2 separate regions of the Rattus norvegicus genome follow, and region 2 is linked to region 1. A link is a contact called in public Hi-C data. All regions are on one chromosome and are shown on one strand. The core of a region is the stretch at or near the end of the contact, and the rest is flanking DNA. Distances in the headings are between cores, read along the strand shown.

What was found. A called contact is a pair of places that touch in the nucleus more often than the background predicts.
Region 2: a contact with region 1 is called in a Hi-C map of frontal cortex, with 2.4 times the contacts expected there. The contact joins the enhancer-like site here to the promoter of Nr3c1 in region 1.

The regions. Positions count from the first base shown.
Region 1 is chr18:31,608,620-31,616,381 of GRCr8, forward strand. It overlaps Nr3c1 (nuclear receptor subfamily 3, group C, member 1), which reads right to left and starts at 4,820. Exons shown (of 9, transcript NM_012576.3): 1 at 4,415-4,820; 2 at 960-2,213. The coding sequence starts at 2,200.
Region 2 is chr18:32,030,950-32,038,711 of GRCr8, forward strand. No RefSeq gene overlaps it. Among named protein-coding and RNA genes, the nearest start is that of Pabpc2, 130 kb to the left of the region's middle. Within about 2 kb of position 3,507, at least 4 of the 93 cell types and tissues checked have an H3K27ac peak or open chromatin away from gene starts, as enhancers often do.

The DNA of each region.
Region 1 (7,762 bases), core at 3,570-6,069:
GAAAGAGATAACTTTCAGTATGCCAGTGTCTGGATAACCTTCAGAAAAAAGAATTTTAAAGAGTTATAAGGATGCAGTGAGAAATTGCACTGAAAACATTTCTTACGAATTTTAAGTAAAATCTTCTCAAATGACTAGTTAATAGGGACAATGAGCACCAGTAATAGGAAAAAGTTGACGGGATTACGTGCAAGGAAAGGACTCTGTTTTCTACAAAAACAAAACAAAAACCCTAGTGATTAATCTGTCTCCTATCACTACAATCCTCGTTTTCTTTTTTTTCACACCTAAAATACATATACAAATCAGCATTTATATGACTTGAACATGAGAGTACAGGGAAGGACCTAAGCTTTGTGCACCAGCTCCCTCCTTACAGAAGCTTAGGAGCAGACACAACTGTCTGCTTTAGGCTACTCCAATGCTGTGGTCTAGGTCCCTATGCCCTGCGTTGCTGTAATAGTTTCCAAACACAGAAAGTTCAGATCAAATACTCACGAATTACTACTTCCAGCTCCTAACCCTCTAATTGAAAGGTGACACTTCAAGCATTTTCTTGTAATAATATAATCTAATACAGCTAAATTAATATGCACAATAAACGTATTACATGACTAGATGTCTTGTTTTCTTGATTTCATATTAGTTTTACTTAAGATACGTGTAGATGAATGTGACTTTTACAGATACTTGTTAGTGAGCAATTCTGACCTAGTTTTCAGTAAAACCTTTAATATGACCAATGAGAGACGGTTACTATTTAACCAAACACCTAAAGTGCTTATGCTGTGATGAGTCCTTTTGATGTTCTAACGAGTACGCATTCAAAAGACCATTTGTACTGAGTTATTTGCAAAAGGATACAATCTCTAGAAAACGTACACTGATAAAAGAATTCTAAAGTTTACCAAACTACCTTAAATTCACCATCCTTATGAAACAGAAAAGCGCTGACTTACCTTGAGTACCCATTAGAAAACACTGACCGGCCTGGGAAGTTCAGAGCCCCCAAGGAAGTCAGGCTGTCCTCTCCGGAGCCTTGGCACCTATTCCAGTTTTCAGAACCAACAGGAATTGGTGGAATGACATTAAAAACAGGCTTCTGATCCTGCTGCTGAGAAAGGGATGCTGTATTCATGTCATAGTGGTACATCTGTCCTCCAGAGGTACTCACACCATGAACAGAAATGGCAGACATTTTATTACCAATTATATTTGTCCCAGAAAAGCTTGCCTGACAATAAACTGGGCCCAGTTTCTCTTGCTTAATTACCCCGGGGGTGCAAAGTTCAATGAAATCATCTTTTTCTGTTTTCACTTGGGGCAGTGCCACACTGCTGGGACTTGATAAGATTGTATCTCCAGTATCCTTAATTTTAGGTTTAGTGTCCGGTAAAATAAGAGGCTTACAATCCTCATTCGTGTCCCCTTCGAGAAGGAATGGATCATCTTCTCCCGCCAAAGGAGAAAGCAAGTTTTCATCTATCAACAGGTCTGATCTCCAGGGACTCTCGTTTGTGTCTTTACCTGGGGACCCAGCGGAAAACTCCAAATCCTTCAAGAGGTCAAAGGTGCTTTGGTCTGTGGGATACAATTTCACACTGCCTCCGTTGGTGCCGGTCTGGCTTTTTCGATTTTGCTGTTCTGAAGATGCATCCGAGTGAGTTTTGGGAAACTCCTTCTCTGTCGGGGTAGCACACCCAGTTGCAGACGTTGAACTCTTGGGGTTCTCTGGAACGCTGGTCGACCTATTGAGGTTTGCAATGCTTTCTTCCAGAAGCCGAAAGTCTGTTTCCCCAGAGGAAAGGCCAAGTTGGCCCTGCTGTGGGTAGCCCAAGTCATTCCCCATCACTTTTGTTTCTGTCTCTCCCATATACAGCCCCATGGACAGTGAAACGGCTTTGGATAAGTCTGGCTGCTGCTGCTGCTGCTGCTGCTGCTGCTGCTGCTGCTGCTGCTGCTGCTGCTGTCGCTGCTGCACATTGCTTGTGGAGCCTTTCGAGAAATCAAGGAGAATCCTCTGCTGCTTGGAATCTGCCTGAGAAGCAGCAGCCACTGAGGGCGAAGATGCAGAAACCTTGACTGTAGCTCCTCCCCTCAGGCTTTTATAAAAGTCCATTACGCTCCCCCTCCCCTGGCCAAGCAAACTGCCAGGGACTTCGTCTCTACCAGGGGGAGCTAAGGATTCTTTGGAGTCCATTGGCAAATATTAACTACAAAAGAAAAAAAAAAGACATAATAAGCTATAAAAACATTATTTCTGATCCGATTAGTAAGACTGCCCATTAAATAAACCCTTTAGGTAACTCCCAAATCAAAGTCTCCATTATCAGAAAAATAGTTCCTATCTTTTAAAATAAAGCTATACCCCCACCCCCGTTTCCCATCTGCAAGGCAGCTCATTTGCACAGAGACAACAAAGTTACATTGAACCAACTGAATTTGACTGTTTATCCTGTCACTCGCTAAACATACACATTTGGTAACCATGGGGATTGTAATTTGTCATACGCAATTATTGTAAAGGTTCAAGTTGATGTCAAAGTATTTAACTTTTTTTTTTTAAAGGCATGATCCTTACATTTCCAGCCCCTTTCGATTGAGTGATTGCCTTTCTGGAAACCAATACATAAACCGTTTGATAAATGCTACAATATAAATGTTTACACATTTTATGATTGACAATTTCACCTGTGCCGATCCCAGCACTTCTAAACCTTTCAAGGTTCCTCCAAGAATTATGCACATTTTTATTTTTGAAAAAAAAAGCAGTGCTGAGCTGCTTATCTTGTAGAGCTAGGGAAAGGCTCTTACTTTGAAACTCTATTTTCAAATAAATATGCCTGTCTAGTATCACCTACCTTCAAATTTTGGAGATAAGAAATTATAGATATTATATACAGCCTAAAATGTATATCTTTAAAAACAGAGTAGAATTTGTACTGGCTTCTTCACTATAATTTTAACCTATTTAAATAGTGTAATAGAGCAAAGCTTATTAAAATTCCTAACACCAAGATTTATGGAATTGTATTCTTTTTTAAAAATTGTTTGATATACTCAGTATAAAATATTTTATCTATAAGTTTAAGATTTTTCTTTCCAAAGATGTAAATACCGGGAAAACAGAAAAACTGGACAGTCAAATCACATATAAACTCAAATAAACCCCATTCAAGAAAACGCTCAGAAAAAATACTCTCTGTAGTTTTAAACCTTTACTGTATTCCTCCAGATTGCTAGTATGTTAGTAATAATCAAAATGTTTTGAGGGGCTGGCAAAGACTATGACAAATATATTTGGGATCCCCAATACAATGGTAAACTTTTCCTGTACCAAGACATTAAGTATGACCACCTTCTCTGAAAGGGAAATTCAGGGAAGGTGGAGAGGGGTGGAACCTACCCTAGGATTCTTCCCTGTAAAGGGCTTCTCTCTCAGAACCCCGGTCGGTCCTATGCCTTTGATAAGGATCTCTAAATGTAAGATATCTAATAGACCTTAAAGAATTTTCAGACCTGCTTTTTTGACAACTGCCCCTTCCAGCCCGAAACCGTAACACTTCATAAAACAAGATGCTCCCTTAAGCGACATTTATCCCCCAGTTAAAACTGTAAATAACCCTGTGACATTAGTCACACGAACCTTGCCCAGGGTCTTAAGTGGTAAGGCTGCAATTACCGAGGCTGCAACCTCAAATGTCAAAGTAGCACTTGTCAAAAAAAAAAAAAAAAAATCGCTGCATCAAAAACTGCGGCTAGGGAGGGTCTCTTTCTAAAAGGGGACCACTCAGAAAAGTCAGGCGCGAAATCATGCCCCAAAGCTAGCGCCCAAGTTGTCGGGGGTGGGGTTGGGGGAGAAGGAGGGAGAAAGGTGGGAGGTGAAGGGAGAAATGTGTCCAGACCTGTTGAGTTCTCTGCGGCACGCCCACTTCTAGCAGATAAGGCCGGGCGGGCGAAGTCTGGGCTGCAGGCTGTGAGCCCCAATCCACCCTACAAGCCCGCAGCCCGGAGCCGCGCGCCCTGAGCCCGCCGGTCCCAGACGGCGCTCTACCTTGCCCCCCGGGAAAAGCGGGTGTCTCGGCGGCTCCGAGGACAGCGAAGACCCGAGGGCTTGCGGCAAAAGCAAAACCAAAAAGGACGCCAGACTCCCGCCCGGGCGCCCGAGGCTCCACGGCGGGGCAGCGCGCTGGGCCAGGGATGGCGGTGCGGGGAGAGGAAGCGCCAGCGCTGTCACCGCCAAGGCCCTTTCGTCACCGTCACCCTGCCCTCGCCAGCCTCCACCCCCAACCCCGGGCTGGCAAAAGTTTGCCAAGTCCGGCCGCCCCGGCTGCCGAGCCCCTAGGGGAGCGCGCCCAGTCCGGCTCACCTCAGCGCGGGCGCCCGCTCGCCCGCTCGCCCAGCCCCCGCTCACCTCAGCACCCGCGCGCTCGCCCGCTCGCGGCTCCCACCGCAGCCAGATAAACAAGTCGGCGTGCGGACGCGGGAGGCGCGCGTGTCACGGAGAAGGAAGTCAACAGTCGCCCCCTCTTCTCCATGGGGGAGGGGAGAGCCCCTAGCGCTGAAAGTCACCCGTTCCCGGCTGACAAGCCGGGCCCCCGCGCCGCTCCCGTCTCCCGCGCGCGTCCCCCGTCCCGGCGCCGCGCCGCCCGGCTGCGGCGTCTTGTTCCACCCACTTAGAATCCGTCCCCGACGGGCGGGCGGCGACTCGGGCTCCAGGCACTGACTCGAGCTCGCAAAATGGAGGAGGCGGAGGGGAGGGGGGGGAGCGCGGACACGCGAAAGGGCCGCCCGGCCGCGGCAGGCGAGCGGGACCGAGCGAGGGGCGGGCGGAGGCGGCGCCACGGCGCGCACACACTCGCACACACGCGCTCCCACTCCACCCCCGGCCGCTCCCCGCCCGAGGGGCCGCGCGGCGGCCGCGGGGAACGGTGCAACCTGTTGGCGACTGTCGGCAACTGCAAGGGCGCCCGTGGCCCTCGCCCTCTTTTCTCCCAGCGCGCGGTACCCGCCAGCCCGGCCCCGACGGCGCCTGCAAGCCCGCGGCTCAGGGCATCGCCTCGCTGGGGCGCGCGCGGCTTCGCCTTTCCCCACCCAAGGAACGAGAAAAAGTGCGGCAGCGGGTGCCGACCTGGCCTGGGAGGGAAACCGAGTTTCTTTAGTTTCTCTTCTCCCAGGCTCCCTCCCGCCCCCGCCCAGCTCCGAGGCTTGGAACCGCTCGGGAGCCCGCCCCGTGGGTCGGCAGCCAGAGCCCCCGAGGGTGACAGCCAGCCGGCAGAGCCGCAGGGGTGGTCCGCGCCCGCCAACTGCGGAGTTGCGCGAAGTGTGTCACACTAGCAGAGGGGCTACAGGATGGCACGGAAACGGTGCCGCAGAGCCCTGGCCGCTTGCTCTCGGGGCAGGACTGCAGACACGCCCTCTGGGGAGGCCTGGGGAGGGGAGCGCAGAGGAGAGGGTCAGCGCATACATACTGTGAGCCCGGGGGGGGACTCGCGTGCCGCCAGGTCCCCCACCCCCGCAGCGTCTGGGCGGCCCCGTCTGCAGCCGCCGCCGCCGCCGCCGCGCGCGCGCTCGCTCGCAACCGGGAGAAGTTGCAAAGCAGAACCCACCCTCCCCCGCGCCCCGATCGTCCCCCACCCTCTTCCCCGAGTCTGAGAGGCGGCGGCGGCGGCGGCAGCAGGAGGCGCCGCCTGCCAAGTTCAACCCCCACCGCTCCCTCCCCGCCTGCCAGCGCGCTCACACTCGGAGGAAGTTGCATGCCGAATGCAAAACCCTCTCAGAGAGCTGGGTTTCTTTGCACTTAAAAAAAAAATTGTGATTAAGGAAGCCTTGCGGGGCGGGAGGGGGTGTGTGCAGGCCTAGAAGCAAGTTGCAGACCGAATAGTAAGTTGCTGCTGAAGTCCGCCCTCCTCTTACCCAAACTCCTGACCTCTCCTTCCACCCCCTTCGGGGCCAGCATCCAAGCTCCCCGCGGAGGCCCCTCCCCCGAATCTTGACATTTGCTGCTCCAGGCTCGGTGCCTTGCTCAGCTTTCTGGGTTCCAGGGACCCCTCTGTCCCTCCAAATAAAACAAAAACATGCATCTTTAAAACGTCAGCTTTTAGCTCCGTCCAGCTGTGCCCAATACGAGTCCCCGGGTCTCCAAGAGAAACACATGGCCGGTCCCCCTAGGACAGGAAAGGGGCGTAGGGTGACTGTGCGGCCGCGCAGTACCTGCCCCTCGGGTGTCCTCTGTGTTAGGCAGGCTGGGGCGACGCCGGGACCGTGCCCCTCTACCTCATGCCATAGGCTAGGATTTGGGGGACTCCGGGAAAGGTGTTACGGTGTTGCTTTGGGGTGCAAGGAAGTAACTTTTGCTCCCCCACAGGTGCCAGCGCTTGGCACTTCTGATTAGAGCGGAGGTGGCCATGACTCCACCTCATGCCCTCCCGCGGCGGGCGGCAGAAGCGGCTCGCGCCGCACTTCGACTCCAAGGGCGGTCTCCTCTGCCTGACCTCTTGGAGATCCCTGATTGGGGAAGCGCGTGCCGGAAGTCCCTCGCCGCCATCTTGGTAAAGAGCAGTGACGCCGCACGGTCACCATCTTGGCAAAGGTGCTCTTTGGCGTCAAACCCGAGTCGTTCTTTCTTGGATGAAAAGCTTAAAGGCTGCCCAATGTATCGTCCGCTTTGCACGGGGAGAACGTGACTGTAAGCGGGCTCCTTGGGCAGAGATGCCGCACGGTCGCTACCTCCATGGGATCCAGGGCAGCCATCTTGGCAAAGGAATAGAAGCTTGATACCTCAAGAAGGAAAACCTATACTAGTGTAGACCTCCTCCTCAAGAGAGGGATCATGAAGAGCCCTTGAGCCACTTGGTGTTGAAAAAAAGAAAAGAAAACAAACAAACAAAAAATAAACCTTTTTAGTGGAGAAGAGAGTCAACCGGACTCATAGTGGACACTGCGAACTTAGACCTATGACTCTGCTTTCCTTGTTGACTAATTTTCCCACCTTCTGTGGCTCAAGAACTGGGATGAAAGAAAGATCTTGTGAAGTTGATCCCCCGACATCTAACAGATTCTTCTGTTTGTGTGTGGGGTACTCAATCCTACAATAAAACTCATACTTATCCTTGATGATCACTTCTTAAAAAGAACTAAGAATTGTGCATATATATCATTCTTTTGTATACTTTCATACCATAGACATAAATAGCTGAGTTACTCATGGAAAGAATCTATTTCATTTTTTCTTGCTTGTTTGAATTGTAAATAGTAGGTGTTCTTTTATTTTTTAATAAAAATAAAATAATAATTTTATTATTATTATAATATATAATTCTATACAAGAATTCCCACTTAATGTTTTTCCTTTCCCTTTTTTTGCATGCCCAATAATTCTTAATGTAGAAGAATACTTCATTTTAAGTTTTAAATTTCCATTCCAAATATTTTAAACAAAAAATTTTTTTCCTGTTGTTTCTCTTTAGTGACCTAACTATGCCTTAGTCCTTTAGTTCAATAGAAAAACATCTAATGCTTTAATTCATCATATTTATTAAAAAAATACACTTAAACTTTCAATAATCATATCTACACAGCAAGAAAATTCATTACGAAAATAATTTGCTTAACATCCATTGAATCTTCTTCCCAGTTTGCTGGAAATGTTGAAAAAAAAGATATTTTATTATACTTCTAGGGAAGGGCTGGGGATCCCACCTGCTAGGAAAGTGCTCACAGGCCAATGAGCTATGTTACTAGTTGTCTTAGTTACAGTTAC
Region 2 (7,762 bases), core at 2,257-4,756, 420 kb after region 1:
AAAGGGGGATGAGGTCAGCTTAGAGCGAGAAATCCAGGTAGCTTTGGAATCCAGGCAGAAGATCATTACCCACTGAAGTAGGAAGTTAGGCAAGCCCACAACCACCAGCAGAAGCTCCTGAAACCAAAGCTTAGCATCTCAGTTGGTTGCCTTTCTCTTCTTTAACAAAGACTCAGAGTGTCTTCAGCCATCTCATCTCATCTCCAAAAATTGCTCCAAAGAAGCACAGCCTTAAGTGAGAAAACCTCAGTTCTCCTTTTCCTGAAGACTGACAACATTGGAAAGTTTTGCCTGGTAAGATGATTTCTAGACCAACTCTTGCCATTGACCCAAACAGAAGGTAGAATAAACAGCGTCCTAGGTAGACATTTGGGATCTGACCCCTTATATACTGGTTAGCAAAGCAGAACAGTCAAGGACAATAGCTTTAGAGACACATTGACCTGAGGTCAAGTATAGCCCTATAGATTGCTCAGTAACCTTGGGTGAGTCACTTACCTCTTGAAGTCCCACGGGACTCACTTTAAAACTTAAAGAACGATATTCAGAAGAGAAGGCAGGGATCCAAAGCATTTGTGTTGTGTTTGCTTGGGACTTAGGTTGTGGAAAGTTCTCAATGCATGTGAGTCATCTACATTGGCCTTAGAGTCCCTGACACCTGACCTAGCCCTCAGCGTTAGTGTTTGTTACATTGCACAAGGCTAGGACTGAGCTATTAACAGCAGGTGCTACGATTATTCATGAGACTCAGATCTCTGTAAGAACTAGAAGGAGGAAGCTGAGTTAAAACCTTACTCTGTCTTGATTAGCATAATAATTGGAAGTATGACAGTATCTCTCTCTAGGAGTTGGTACAAAGGTTAATCAATAATAAATTATACAGCGATGTAAGTTATGCATCTGGCTGTCCTGTGGTAAACAGTCTTTATATGTTTTCTATTGTTTTTAGACACTCAAGTGTTTTTTCAGTGGCTTCTGTGTGGCAGGCACTGACTAGACCTTGGGTCTATGCCCAGAAGATCCACTCCTGGAAAAAGTCCAAGAGTAGTTTTCTGGTTTTTCAGCCTCTGGTTAAATTTATTGGTGAAGTACATGCTGCTTGTTGACATAGGTGGCCATGCAGACTCAGGAATAAGGAGATAATACAGACTGTACCTGGTTTAGGGTGATAACCTTCATCAGTGTTACATACATGGGATTGAGTTCTATGCATTATCAGGGCGTGGTGCAAGCTGGGCCATATGATTTAAAGTGACTAGGTAGGTTCTAACTCAAATTATATGCATTTTTAATAAGAGATTTGAGCTGCCTAGTTGGGTTTTTTTTAAATGAGGTCCAAGTTCAGATACTAGAGGTTTCTAAAATGGAAGTCTGAAGAAATAATTGATTACCAAGCCATTCTTAATTCCAACTTCTTCCTGCAGGATAAGCAGGGTCTAAAATTGTTAATCTTTAGAGAATGTGTGTGGGAGGCAAGCTTCATGAAAAACAGGACTCAAATAGCATTAACATGTATAATTTAGGTTAACATCACAAGTTGACATTGTCTTTGTCAGTCCTGGCAGAGCCTGCAAATGGGTGGCTGAGGTATGATACCCAGGGTGTCTGAGTGCCAGTGGCTCATGGGAACTCTTTAGCCCATTGCCTACACTAAACAGTAAGCAAAGAGGTGAGAACAAATGTCTTGTTATTTAGAACTTAAATGCTGTCTCTGAGCAAAGCCAGAGTCTGAATTCAGAGGTTTGGCTCATCTATCAGCAGTGAAGACTTTGCCTCAAAGTGAGAGATGGGAAGCAAATGATGAATTGTTTAATTATTGTCAAACAAGCCCTCATGTCCTTGTGTGAGGTGATAAGCAAGCAAGCTGGGCTGCAAAAGAAACTCCAATGCAGGCACATGACACAGAACAAGTGAACCTACTGTCTGCTGGTTAACCTTTTGGCTGGTCAACCAATTGAGGGCGGTGTCTGCCTATTGCAGACTCTTAATGGACTATATAATTGAGTTGGCCCTGTTTCCCTAAATAGCCCTTCTTGGATTCCCCATAATACACTGAGCTGCTCTGCCTCTCATCCCCTTCTCTAACTTCTGGACAAACACTAACTCAGGCGAGCCTCGTCTGCCTTCTCTGGGATTATAAATGAGTTCATGAACGTTACCAGCTAATCCTGCAAGAAGACATGTCTTCACTCTTATGAGTATTAGTCCTTAATTAGGTGCCTCTAGCACCCACCCTGCTTCTCCAGGAGCTTTGACTCTAAACTGTATGCTCATAACACTGTTTGTGCCTCCTTCCATATCCTCATGCTTCAGACATTCTTGCACTGCAAAGAACTCTCTGCATGTTGCACTGAAAAATCAGAAGTCACCAACATCCAAAGGACCAAATTGATCCAAACTTGCAACCTGGAATCCTCTCTTAATTCCCCATGGTCATGGCGGGGATTGCGTTCCACATGTCAGTTAATTGTAACATTCCATCTCTCCCCTTTCCAGTAGCTTCTCCCTTTCCTCATTCCTGGCTTATGTCTCTCAGTAATCAAACAGGTTCCAGTATAACCCACCATAAAATCAACAGAACCAAACCTTTTCCTTGGCCCATGTACTCTTCTAGATGACCCATCTCTCTATTTTCTTTTATGCTAGGCTTGTCAAGAGTTGTGTGAATATTCTGATAACACTTCCTTATCTTCAGTTCCCTCTTATTAATTGACAATATGCCACTTAAGCTGTTCATGAAAGTCTTTGCTGACTTGCATTTGACCAAAGCAATGTCTTTATTAGAGTTGGGGTCATACAGCAGCATTCAGCATGACATTCTTACCAGGTAGACACTTTCTCCTCTTGGCTTTCCTGGTGTTGTCATCTCCTGGCTTGTCTTCTTCATAAACTGCTTTCTTAGTTACCATTGACTTTATTTAAATCAGAGTTTATGTTAATCATGTTCAAATGCATATCACCAGTCTAAATATTTTTGTGAATTCTTTTCATATATTCATGTTGACTATCATTTTTGTTCACTTTTGTGTCCCTTGGGTATCTTGAACTTAATTAACAAGATGGAGTTTTTCATTTTTTTCCATTCCAAATTTGTTTCCATTCTCACTTGGTCATCTGCATGTCAGTTAATGGTAAGATTATCTATTTACATAATGATTTTAGCCTTAATCCAAATTATCACCTTTCCTTCCCTTTACAAGCCTGTTGGAAGTCTGGACAATTTCATCCATAAGAACTTTCATCTGTTCACCATCACCATCTCAACTGACACTATTTACACTAAGACATCATAACCTCTCATCTGAAGAACTTCATCCATAGCTTCTCTCTCTAGTCATTCTCCTTGCAGCATCAAAATGAACCTTAAAATAAAGCCACCCAATGGTTCCAGTTACATGTAACAGAAATAACAGATTTTCTTTTCCTCACTCTCTTCCTCCAACATCTTATAAAACTTTCCTCCTCGGCTGCTGTGCCATGGCCATGCTGGTATAAGGATTTCAAAAATGCCAAACTCTCTACAAGCATATGGTTTTGCCTACGCTGTTCCCTAAAGTTTTGCTTCACTTAGTCATTTATCTCCTTTTAGGTTTCCATCTAAATGCTATCTTCTCAAAGAAACCCTTCCAAGCCATCTTCTTTGGATGAAATCCGTAGCCTCCAGTCCAGCCTCTTTTTTATGTCCTTCATGAGTACAAGTGAGATAAAAGAAACCCTTAGCAACAAAGGCTACATGTCCCTGTGTACCGTAGTGTGGTCAGCATTTAGCCAAAAGCCAAGAACAAAACAAGTGATTAATGCTATCCTTTGAAACAATGAAAGGGAAAGCTATCTTGGGAACTAACCTACATAGTCATGCATAGGAATGGAACCACTAGTGTTTCTTTAGGCCCAGGATACCACTCACTAGAAAGACTCTCACTGTTCTTCCAACTTTCAATTCACAAAATGAGGCCTAACCAGCTCACCTCAGTATTGGTGACAGTGATGCCTGGCCAGCTAATGTCAGCATTGGTGACAGTGATACTAAGTAGTATGCCCATTTTTTTTTTCCGATCAAACAGTTGTAGAGAGTTTACTTTGTGGTAGAATCTAGATTGTGCAGTTTAAGTAGAATTTCTATCATTTAAAACTTTAAATAATCCCACAAGGCAGGTGTTACTGATTACCACTGCCTCCAGCATTCATGTAAGACCTCTGTCTAAAATTTCAGATGGCTTGTAGTCTTCCTAAAAGCCTATGGGTTTTACTAAAGACACCCAACACATTGATAATAATGTTTTTAAGCTATAATACTGAATATTTTAAGTGCATAAAGAAAATACTGTAGTATCCATTTATTTATTTATAAATAAAAGTATTTTAATACTGTAGTATGCATCAAACATATTGTCTCTTGTAATGGAGCATGGGAGACATTCCAAACATTAAGGAGAAGGGGAATTTGGATTTAGCAATGGGACTCATATGTTTATTTTACCTCACAAACTAACGAATGGCTTTAATAGATGCCTCTGAAAAGTATCAAGACAATACTTAATGCAAATACAAGTAAACAAGAAAACATTGGTCACTTCTGGTTATAGTGCAAGCTCTTTATCAACATTATGAAATTAAACATCTGATTTGGTCCAAAATGTATATATTCTTGCTTTCTGATATTGCAGCTCTACCAAGAGCATGACTATATTTCTAGGTAGGCTCTTGATAAGCAACCATGTTTAAATGAAATTTTAATAAGAATATAAGTAGAGAGGACTAGTTTTTCATATAAAGCATTCTACCTCCCTCCCCTTCCCCCCATCTCCCTCCTTCCCTCCCTCTGAAGAGCAAAATGAGAAGTTAACTGTCTAGAATCCAGCAAACAGTGATTGTTATAATATAAAGTTCCCTTGTTTAAAAAAATCACATGAAATACAAATTTGTAAACATTATTACCTATGATCTTAGTCCTAATGTATTTGAATAATGTGTGGGTGATCAGCTTTAGGTTATATCCAATTTTTGTTAAATAATCAATTAAGATGCTCAAAACTATGCATTTGAACATGACAACAAACTTTTAACTAATGTTTATTAGAGCTACATTACTCTGCACCTAAGAGTAATCTAGTAATATCTGGAGTCATTATCCCATTCCTTCTTTCTTGTTAATATTAGCGCTCTGATATATACCAGAGAAAATTGCTGCCTGGATAGGGTATTCCCTGGCTTCAGTTCCAGTTGCATATTCTTGTAATGGACTTCTACCCACTGACCTATCTCCATGGCAACACTCTTAGACTTCAGAAATGACCCTCAGATTGAGGAAGACAGATTGGCTTCCTCTTTTTCCCTTTCCTGTTGGCTCATGCAATAGTTACCTATTGTTGAATAACGAATGACCCTGAAGATTTAGTAACTTAAAACAATAACATTTACATAGTTATTACAATCTAGGAATCTGGGCATGGAATAGGCGAGCCTTCTTTCTCGGGGTCTCTGAGAAGGCTGTAATGAAAATGTTTATGAGACTGTAGACATTCTGAGGCTCTTTTGTGGAAGGCTCTGATTTCCAAATCCACTCATACTTGTGTTAGCAGAATTATTTACATGCGGATGGAGAGTCTGCCCCTTGTTGGCACCCTCAACTCTTTGCCATATGAGCCTTTCTAAAGGGTAGCTGTTAACAGGACAACTTTATTTGGTAAAGCAAAGCGGTTGGAAAACAAGGGAGGGAAGGACAGTAAGGGAGAGAGCCTAGTAAGTTGGAAACTACAAGCCTTTGTCACCAAATCATGGTTGAGATTTTCTTCACTTTTACTGTATTCTATTCCTTGAAGCAAGTGTCCGGCACGAGGATCTGGGCATGAAGGGATGGGGATTATCAGCATGTGAGAGGCAGCTTATGCCAGCTGAACCACAAATACAGAGGCAGAGTCTTGAACAATGCTACTGGGGTTTTGAAAGAAGCAAAATATGAAAAAGCTAAAAAGATCTCTACCATGAAGATCTCTACCAACCTTGTCTGTCCATTTATTGAGTCCATTCATTTTTAACTGTAGTCATTGTGAATCAAGCTTTGACTGTTTTCTGGTGACACTCTTAATGTAATCATGAAAAACACAAAAGTTATAGAGCATTGAAAAACCTTATTTTACCTAATGAATAGGTGGTTGTTGAAACAATGCTGTACAAACAATATAGTAGCAAGCTAGGAAACATTCGTTTACGTCAAAGTATTTCTGTGATACACATTTAAAACAAGCTGAAGTTGAGAAAAAATAACTTTTAGGAACCAATGATATACTTCAGAAATTTTGTTTGATGGTTTCTTTAAAGTATAGATCTTTCTAGCATATCTTCATCTATACTATTTGCTAGACTATGTTCTGGTAAAAACAAAACAAAACAAAGCAAAGCAAAACAAAACACCACGAAAGACCTGTATTTATCTGATATGTCACCAAATTCAAGACAATTTAAAAAAAGGTGCATTCATGAGTGAGTAACTTCTTTTATTGGTAGTTAAAATTTTGTGTCCCATCTTATTTATTTATTTATCTATCTATTTGCTTTTGTGTGCATAGGTATAGCAAGGAGAGCATGTGGAAGTCAAATGACAACTTGTAGGAATCAGTTCTCTTCACCATGCAGACCTGGAGATCAAATTCCGCTCATCAGGCTTGATGACACATGTATCTACTGAGCCATGTGGCCTTCTTTCATTGATTTTTTTAAGTTTATTTAATAAATTTCATTAATATAGACTAGGCATTGGTGAAGGAGAATAAAAGAATTCAGTATAAAATGTCAGTGCCACTTCATTTATAGGGAAGAGATAGAGACTGGGATAAACTACAAGAAAGGCACCGTAAGGCCATCCCTGAGCACATGACGTAGGAATTCTGGGGCCTGAATAATGTATTATTCTACTTAATCTATAAGTAAAAAGGCAATCTAAAGATCCCCCTGCTTGGTGAAGGAATTTTTACATTAAATAAAGAGAGGCTGACTGTTCGCAAAGTGAGAGCAGACACTCTGAGATGGGCCACAGCTTGGCGACTGCAAAATCGATATGAAATTATACTGCTGCTCTCTCTGTCCTATGACCCTGGGCTCCTGTGCCTTGCAGGCAAACACAGACTAATTTTTGAGTGAATTAAATGTTTTATGTGGAGGTATTTAAGTACATTATAAAAGATGATGATGAGTTTCGAGTTTTACTTCTGAAGTTTCTTTAGGATTGTAACACAGATAGTAACATCTCTCTTGAATCTCATTTATGGCATTGTTTGCAGGGATCATAACCACAAGAGTACAGATGGGTGCACCAGTTTCAAAAATGAAATCTGAATACATTTTGAAATTAAGACTTTGAAACTTCAGCAGAATCTGTGTATTGCTCCATGATAAGGTGGAGAAGGATAATGACCCTATTTAGGCACCATTCAGGAGCTCACTAAAAGACCTTTGAGACCTCAAGAGACACAGTTGCCTCTCACAAAAACATCAAGGCATGCACTTGTTGATCTCCTCTGTAATGACGGGGTCTAGTTTCACTTTCTGGTACAGATTTAGCTATAAGCATATTTAGTCTATTCCTTCATTGCACTTTATGTTTTAACGATGTGTGAAGAATAAACTATTTGGAAAACCTATTTTGGATAGAGCATTTGCAAAAGAGCTGTCTGGAAATGTTCCCATTGTCTTCAGAGCCTGCAACTCAGCATGGTCACATGTCATCTGTAAAAAAAAACTCTGCACACTTAAAGCTGAGAAG